Regions from separate parts of the Sus scrofa genome. Here region 1 is linked to region 2. Evidence: chromatin contacts called from public HiChIP or PLAC-seq data. All regions are on one chromosome and are shown on one strand. The core of a region is the stretch at or near the end of the contact, and the rest is flanking DNA. Distances in the headings are between cores, read along the strand shown.

Region 1 (2,921 bases), core at 343-2,842, 51 kb after region 2:
TGTTTTTAATGGTAAAATCTTTATAAGCAAAAAGATTAATTCTTTCCCTGGTCTTTAAGGACCATTCTCTCCTGATAACCACTCAGCTGAATCCCCCCCAAATCTAACTTGTAAAAACAGCACATTTTCAAGCAAGTTGTTGCTGGGACTTGACTTTAGAGATCCCAACACCTGGAAGAGGTCAGTTTTATGGGGACATTTGGACAAAACTCGCCTCTTTTAGAACACTGGTTAAAGCAAACCCTCAGCTAATCCTACTTGTACAAGTTTTAGCAGTATACATTTTGGAATCTTCTCTGTGCCCCAGAACACGCAATATGGATGTAATTAGGTCCAGCTGCCTTATGTTAGCAATAAAATTGAAAGAGAGAGAGAAAGAGAGAAGTGGGGGTGGGGGGCTTTGTTGGTCCCCTCCTATGCTCAGCAATCGCAAGCTCGCAAGGCAGGCGCATCCCTGACGCTCGCTCCAGGCGGCACACGCTCCTTAAACACCCCATCGTGCCTGGTACCCCAGTCGGCGCTCAAACTTTTCAGCGGAAGTTTTTCAACCACTGGAAGAGATTTGCTGAGCGGCTGGAGCCCAGCGCTCTGACCCCACCCCCACCCACCCCCGCGGCCCTGGCTCCGCGACTTACACGAGCGCGGACGGACAGGGCATCTGGTTCCAGGCACAGTTGTACTGAGCCTGAATAAAACTCTCGCTTCCCTCCAGCACCGAGCAGCTCACGTTCTTGTTCACGATGTACGCGCACCAGTTCCTGGGGTGAAAGAAAGGGAGAAGGGCACGGTGTAAACCTGAACAGAGAGGCTGGGGGAGACCTGACGAGCCTACAGGGCGTCTGGGATACCCTGGTCCCGGCGGGCAGAGGCGGGCGCTCGACCAGCAGATATCTAGAGGGTGCGCGGGTGCGCCTTTGGATAGCGTGAACCTGTACCCGACAAAAGACAGAGGCAAAAAGAGCCCTTAAGGTCCCAGCGACTCCAGTAATTCCTGGGGGGGGGGTAGTTTCCTGATCGCCCTGTTCTTTGGGACCCGCCCTGCGCCCCAAGCCCCAGGCAGCCCTGCGGGAGGCAAGGGAGAAGTCGCTGGGGGCGCCCGGCGTAGCCCCTGGAGCGCGCGGCCACCGAGGAGGAGGCACCACCCCGGCAGGCGGAGGGGGACCCCGGCTGCAGCTCATGGCCTCAGCAGGGCAGAGTCGGGAGGGGTAGGTGGAGGGAGCCTCGCCGTCCTGGGGGAGAGGCGAGGCCGCGCACTTACTTGTTCCTGGCGCTGGGCCTCACGGGGTGCCTGAGCTGCGGGCCGGCGTGGCACAGTCCCGCGCCGCCGAGGGCCAGAAGCGCCAGCGCCCAACGCCAGGGCGCGCGGGGCCGAGCCCGTGTCCTCTGCCACATTCTGCGCGCGGGGCGCGCCCCGCCGGCGGGATACGGAGAGAGGGTCGGGGCAAGCGCCGGGAGGCTGCGGGCGGCCGGGGCGCGGCCCGAAAAGGCAGGAGGCTCGGGCGCTGCGCCGCGCCCCACCCGCGCTCCGCGGCCGCCCCCTCCGGTTTCTTGCTCCCCCTTCTCTTTCTCCACCCCGTGCGCCCGCGCTTCTTCTCGGTCCCTCAATGACGCACAGGTCCCCCCGGTGCCGCCCTTTTTATTTCACTTCCCCCTCCGAAACGTGACTCTCCTTCCAGCGCGTCCGTCTCCAGTCCTCTTGCCGCTCGGCAGGGGGTTTGGGGTGAAAAGGCCACAGGGTTTGGGGAAAGGGTCTCCGTTACAGAATTTCCAATTACTCATTCCTTTGGTCTCTTCCCAGAATCGGGGCAACTTCCCCTCCCACCTTCCAGCGGGCGCGCCCCGGCCCCTCGGGAAGCGGCCGCAGTCAGCGAGTCTGGCGGTCCTCACGTCGTGCCTGGGTGCCGGCTTCCCGGGGCGAATGAGGGACATTTTTATCAGTTCTTTATCGGACTCGACTCGGGTTTCCTCTGGCAAGACGCGCGGCCATTCCTCCACGTCTGAACTTAGGAGGGGTTAGGAGAAATGAACGCGGGTCCTCTTCTCTTTCTTTCCCTTACGCATCCATTTAACACTAGTTGCCTCGTCAACATGCAGGGCAGCAGGGGACACTGGAAGCGACACTAACCAACAGGTTCTAAAGCACAACATCAGACTAATATACACTACACTGGTTTTGGCAAGGTAACCTCCCAGCCTCTCCTTCTGATGTCCTTTTCTGAACTTTTCCTACCAACGTTAAAAGCATTTTCTCCACAATAATCGCCTTTGCTTTGAAACAGTTCAGGCACTGCTAGATGTCTTTTCACTTGCTTGCATATTTTCTGGCTATTTTCGAGTTACACGAACTTTACAAATTTCTTTTGGGGATGAATCAAGTCTACCAAAGAACCTTACCTAAAATCCCCACCAGAATGTTGTACTCTCCTGGGCAGAGAGAACTCTGTATTTAAGTTAACCTGCTGCGTCTAATGAACTGAGGTGAGGTTATTTGCAGATTGCATAGATTAACTGCAATATCTGTGAACTTAAAGGATGCTGTTGGCTGTGAATTGTAACATGGACAATAAAGCTTTACTGTAACTAAATGAAACCTTTGGTCCATTTCATTTCTAGTATGCTTTGATGTTGTTGAACCTTTTGATTTGCAAATAGAAGAAAGAAAATTCCCTAAGTAGACACTTCACAAAAGCTGAGCAGAAAAATATACCATGTAAGGACATAGACTGTCTGAGAACTCTCTAAATGGGAGATCATGCAAATAATGGGATGACATGACCTCAGCCTTCAAAAGAGCCATCCACCCTGCGCGGAAAGCAACAGGAAGGGATAAAAAGCTGTCTTGCATAACCCAACCCCTAACTTTCTGTGTGACTTCCCTATTCTCCCCATCCGAACCCCATTTTGTCGGTGAAGTGTCACAG
Region 2 (2,770 bases), core at 45-2,544:
CCCTGAAACCTCCTGGTAGCTCCCTGCTGGGAAGATGAACCAGCTACCTGTGTGGGTCCAGGTACCACAACCCCCGGGGGCAAATCCATTTAAAGTATAAGGTGTTACTGCAGGGTCCTGCCACACCTGCAGACAGCTGTTTTGGACTTCGTGCCCTGAAGGCTGGACCTGTGACCACAGAGACCCCGCAGCAGCTCCCAGGGCCCAGGCAGCCTTACCTGGAGCTCCGGCATAGCCTTCAGCGCTGGGGACGAGCCCGGGCTGGGTGTGGCCGTCGGCGCCCTGGGGCAGCCCCCTCCCCGACACGCCCACCCTGCCCGGAGGCCCGGCCTCCCCGGTCTCCGTGATGACTCCGGTGGAGCCGGGCAGGAAGGGCAGCCCCATCCAGCCGGGCCACGCCCTCGAGGGCGGCGGCTGGGTGGGTCTCCGGGGCAGGACCGGCCGCTGGCCCGTGTGCGGCCTTCCTGGGTCCTCGCGAGGCGGCGGCGGGCTGGGCTGCGGTGGTGGCAGTGCTGGAGAAGGGTCGCTAGGTGCCGCTGGGGGCGGGGTCCCTCGGGGCGGAGGAGGGGGCGCTTCCGAGGACTCCTCCGCTGAGCCTTCGCAAAGTAGAAAGAAATACACAGGGTTAAAAAAGGCAGGCTCCGCAGCTCAGCCTCCGGCCCCTCTGAGAGGCTCCCCGAAAGGTGTGCGCTGGGAGGGCTGCCCCGAGGCATCCACGAAGTCACTGGCTGGTGCCAGCAGTGAGCACAGGCGCAGCCACCACAGCGTGTGGACGGCCCACCTCGGGCTTTCAGCCTCTCTCCGTGATGGTCACAGGCTCCAGGCAGGACCACGCTTGGCTTCAGCAACCAAACACCCCGATTTGTCTAGATGACAGTCCCCTAGATGGGATCTGCCTGTTGCCACCTATGACCTTACATTCTCCCAAACAAGCTGGTCTCAACGGTCACTGTGGAGGCTTCACAGGCCGAGGGCCTGCCTTGGGCAGACACTAGGTGACCCAGGCAGACATGAAGGTGTGGCTGCCTCTGCAGCAGATGGCCCCGTGGTCACCCCAACGCCTTGGGCCTCTCACCACAGCCTCAGGATGACCAATTGCTGGAGTTTCTGCTGAAGGAAACTCCTGAGTCACATTTCCCTGCCCTCTCAGGATGGCGCTGTGACACAGCCAGGAAGCTGCCACCCTTTCCTCTGAATACTTTCCTGGAACCAGTCTTCCAGGAAGCCCTTCCTGGAGGCCTGCAAGACATCTGAAAATAAGCAGGACTGGCCATGATCCCACCCGCACAAGCCAAACCCCACCCACCTCCTCAAGCTGCGTGGTGCCTGCAGTGGCCCAGGCTCCAACGCTACCAAATTATAACCAAGCTGCCAATCAAATGCCTGTTGGCTCACTGTCTAGCTTTGTTTAAAAACTCGCCAAGGTAATTATGGCACATCAGACACATGTTCCTCTTCCACCCACAGAGCTAGGCTGCCAGCCACCTCTACCCACAAAGGAAGGCTATTTCCCAAACAGCCTTTCCTGACCAGTACTCCAGGAGAGAATTAAGCCTGAAAGAAAGTGATCTGAATGAAGTGGTCCCTTTTTCAATTCTCCCAGGGATGGTACAGAGCTATTACTATTTCAGATGCACCGAAGATCAGTTAACTCACACCACACAATAGAAAGGCATTAGGTCTTCACTGTCTTCAGGACTCTGATGGGAAGGGCTGGGTTAGACACAGAAACTGAGGCGGAGGAATTCCAGACATGGGGACACCACCAGCTACAGTGAAGGACACGAATGAGAAAGGAAACCAATCAATAAAAAGGAACTTTGAAGAAAGAGATCATGCAAGACAATAAATGTGTAATAGCCTCAAAGAAACAGAAGACACTGCATCCAGGTGCAAGAAGAAATTGGCATTTTTAAAAACGGCCTAACCAGAGAATAAAGATGAGACTTTGCTGATTAAAAATATGCTTGCCTGGAGTTCCCCAGTGGCTCAGTGGGCCCTAAAAAAAAAAAAAAAAAAGCTATGAACGCTTACAGCAAGTCCAGAGAGTAAGCAGCCCAGGATTGGGTCAGGAAGAGAGATCTCCAGGAGGGTGCCACTAATTTTAAAAAATGGAACAAACAAATGACCTGATACTTGTTAAGCTACTGAGAGGGTACTGGAGGGTGGAAGAATACAAAACAGATACACAAGATCCAGCAAATACTAATGCACCACTACTAATTCAGAGAAAAGCAAACCAAAAATAGCTAAATACAAACCAATAGCTAAATATAACAATCATATTTAGCTATTGTGGAGCTATTTAGCTTCTAACAGAAATACTGATGTTCGCAGTCTAGCTGATAATAATCTGTGTCATGTCTAAATACGTTGTAATGTTTACAGAGAGAGCAATCTAAAGGCAGTAAATTGGTTTTGAAATACAGAGGTGAACATCAGGGGAGAAAACAGCTGGGAAGAGTTGCATGTGGCCGGCTCTGGGGAGAGAAGGGGGCTGGTTTTCACTGTAAGGTCTCAGTATATATACTGTATATATAATTACAGAAGACCCGAGGGCCTGGCTGTACTTTTCCCTCCAGTCCAAGCCCGCCTGGGCCCCTCTCCTGTCCATCCCCCCACCCCCCACCCCATCCCCCTCCCACGGCTCACACGTGGGCCTCCCTCCCAGGGCACAGGCTCCGGCCCAAGCCCACCTCCCTTCTCTTCTGGTTACTCCATCCAACCTCACTCTTCTCCATCTCCTTCCTCCTCATTGGCTCCTTCCCTC

What was found. HiChIP or PLAC-seq counts read pairs in DNA pulled down with a chosen protein or histone mark.
Region 1: a contact with region 2 is called in an H3K27ac HiChIP or PLAC-seq map of alveolar macrophages. The contact joins the promoter of EMILIN2 here to the enhancer-like site in region 2. A contact is called at or near these places in 13 of 47 Hi-C or Micro-C datasets (adipocytes, embryonic fibroblasts, epiblast stem cells and 7 more) and 2 of 2 datasets of contacts at active chromatin or transcription factors (alveolar macrophages and skeletal muscle).

The regions. Positions count from the first base shown.
Region 1 is chr6:103,785,329-103,788,249 of Sscrofa11.1, forward strand. EMILIN2 (EMILIN-2) reads right to left here and starts at 1,593. Exons shown (of 8, transcript XM_021096135.1): 1 at 1,259-1,593; 2 at 636-758. The coding sequence starts at 1,392.
Region 2 is chr6:103,734,942-103,737,711 of Sscrofa11.1, forward strand. It overlaps EMILIN2 (EMILIN-2), which reads right to left. Exons shown (of 8, transcript XM_021096135.1): 5 at 219-596. Among named protein-coding and RNA genes, the nearest start is that of LPIN2, 49 kb to the left of the region's middle. Within about 2 kb of position 1,295, at least 44 of the 83 cell types and tissues checked have an H3K27ac peak or open chromatin away from gene starts, as enhancers often do. A contact at or near this core is called in alveolar macrophages, embryonic fibroblasts, fetal liver and 3 more, where this site is marked.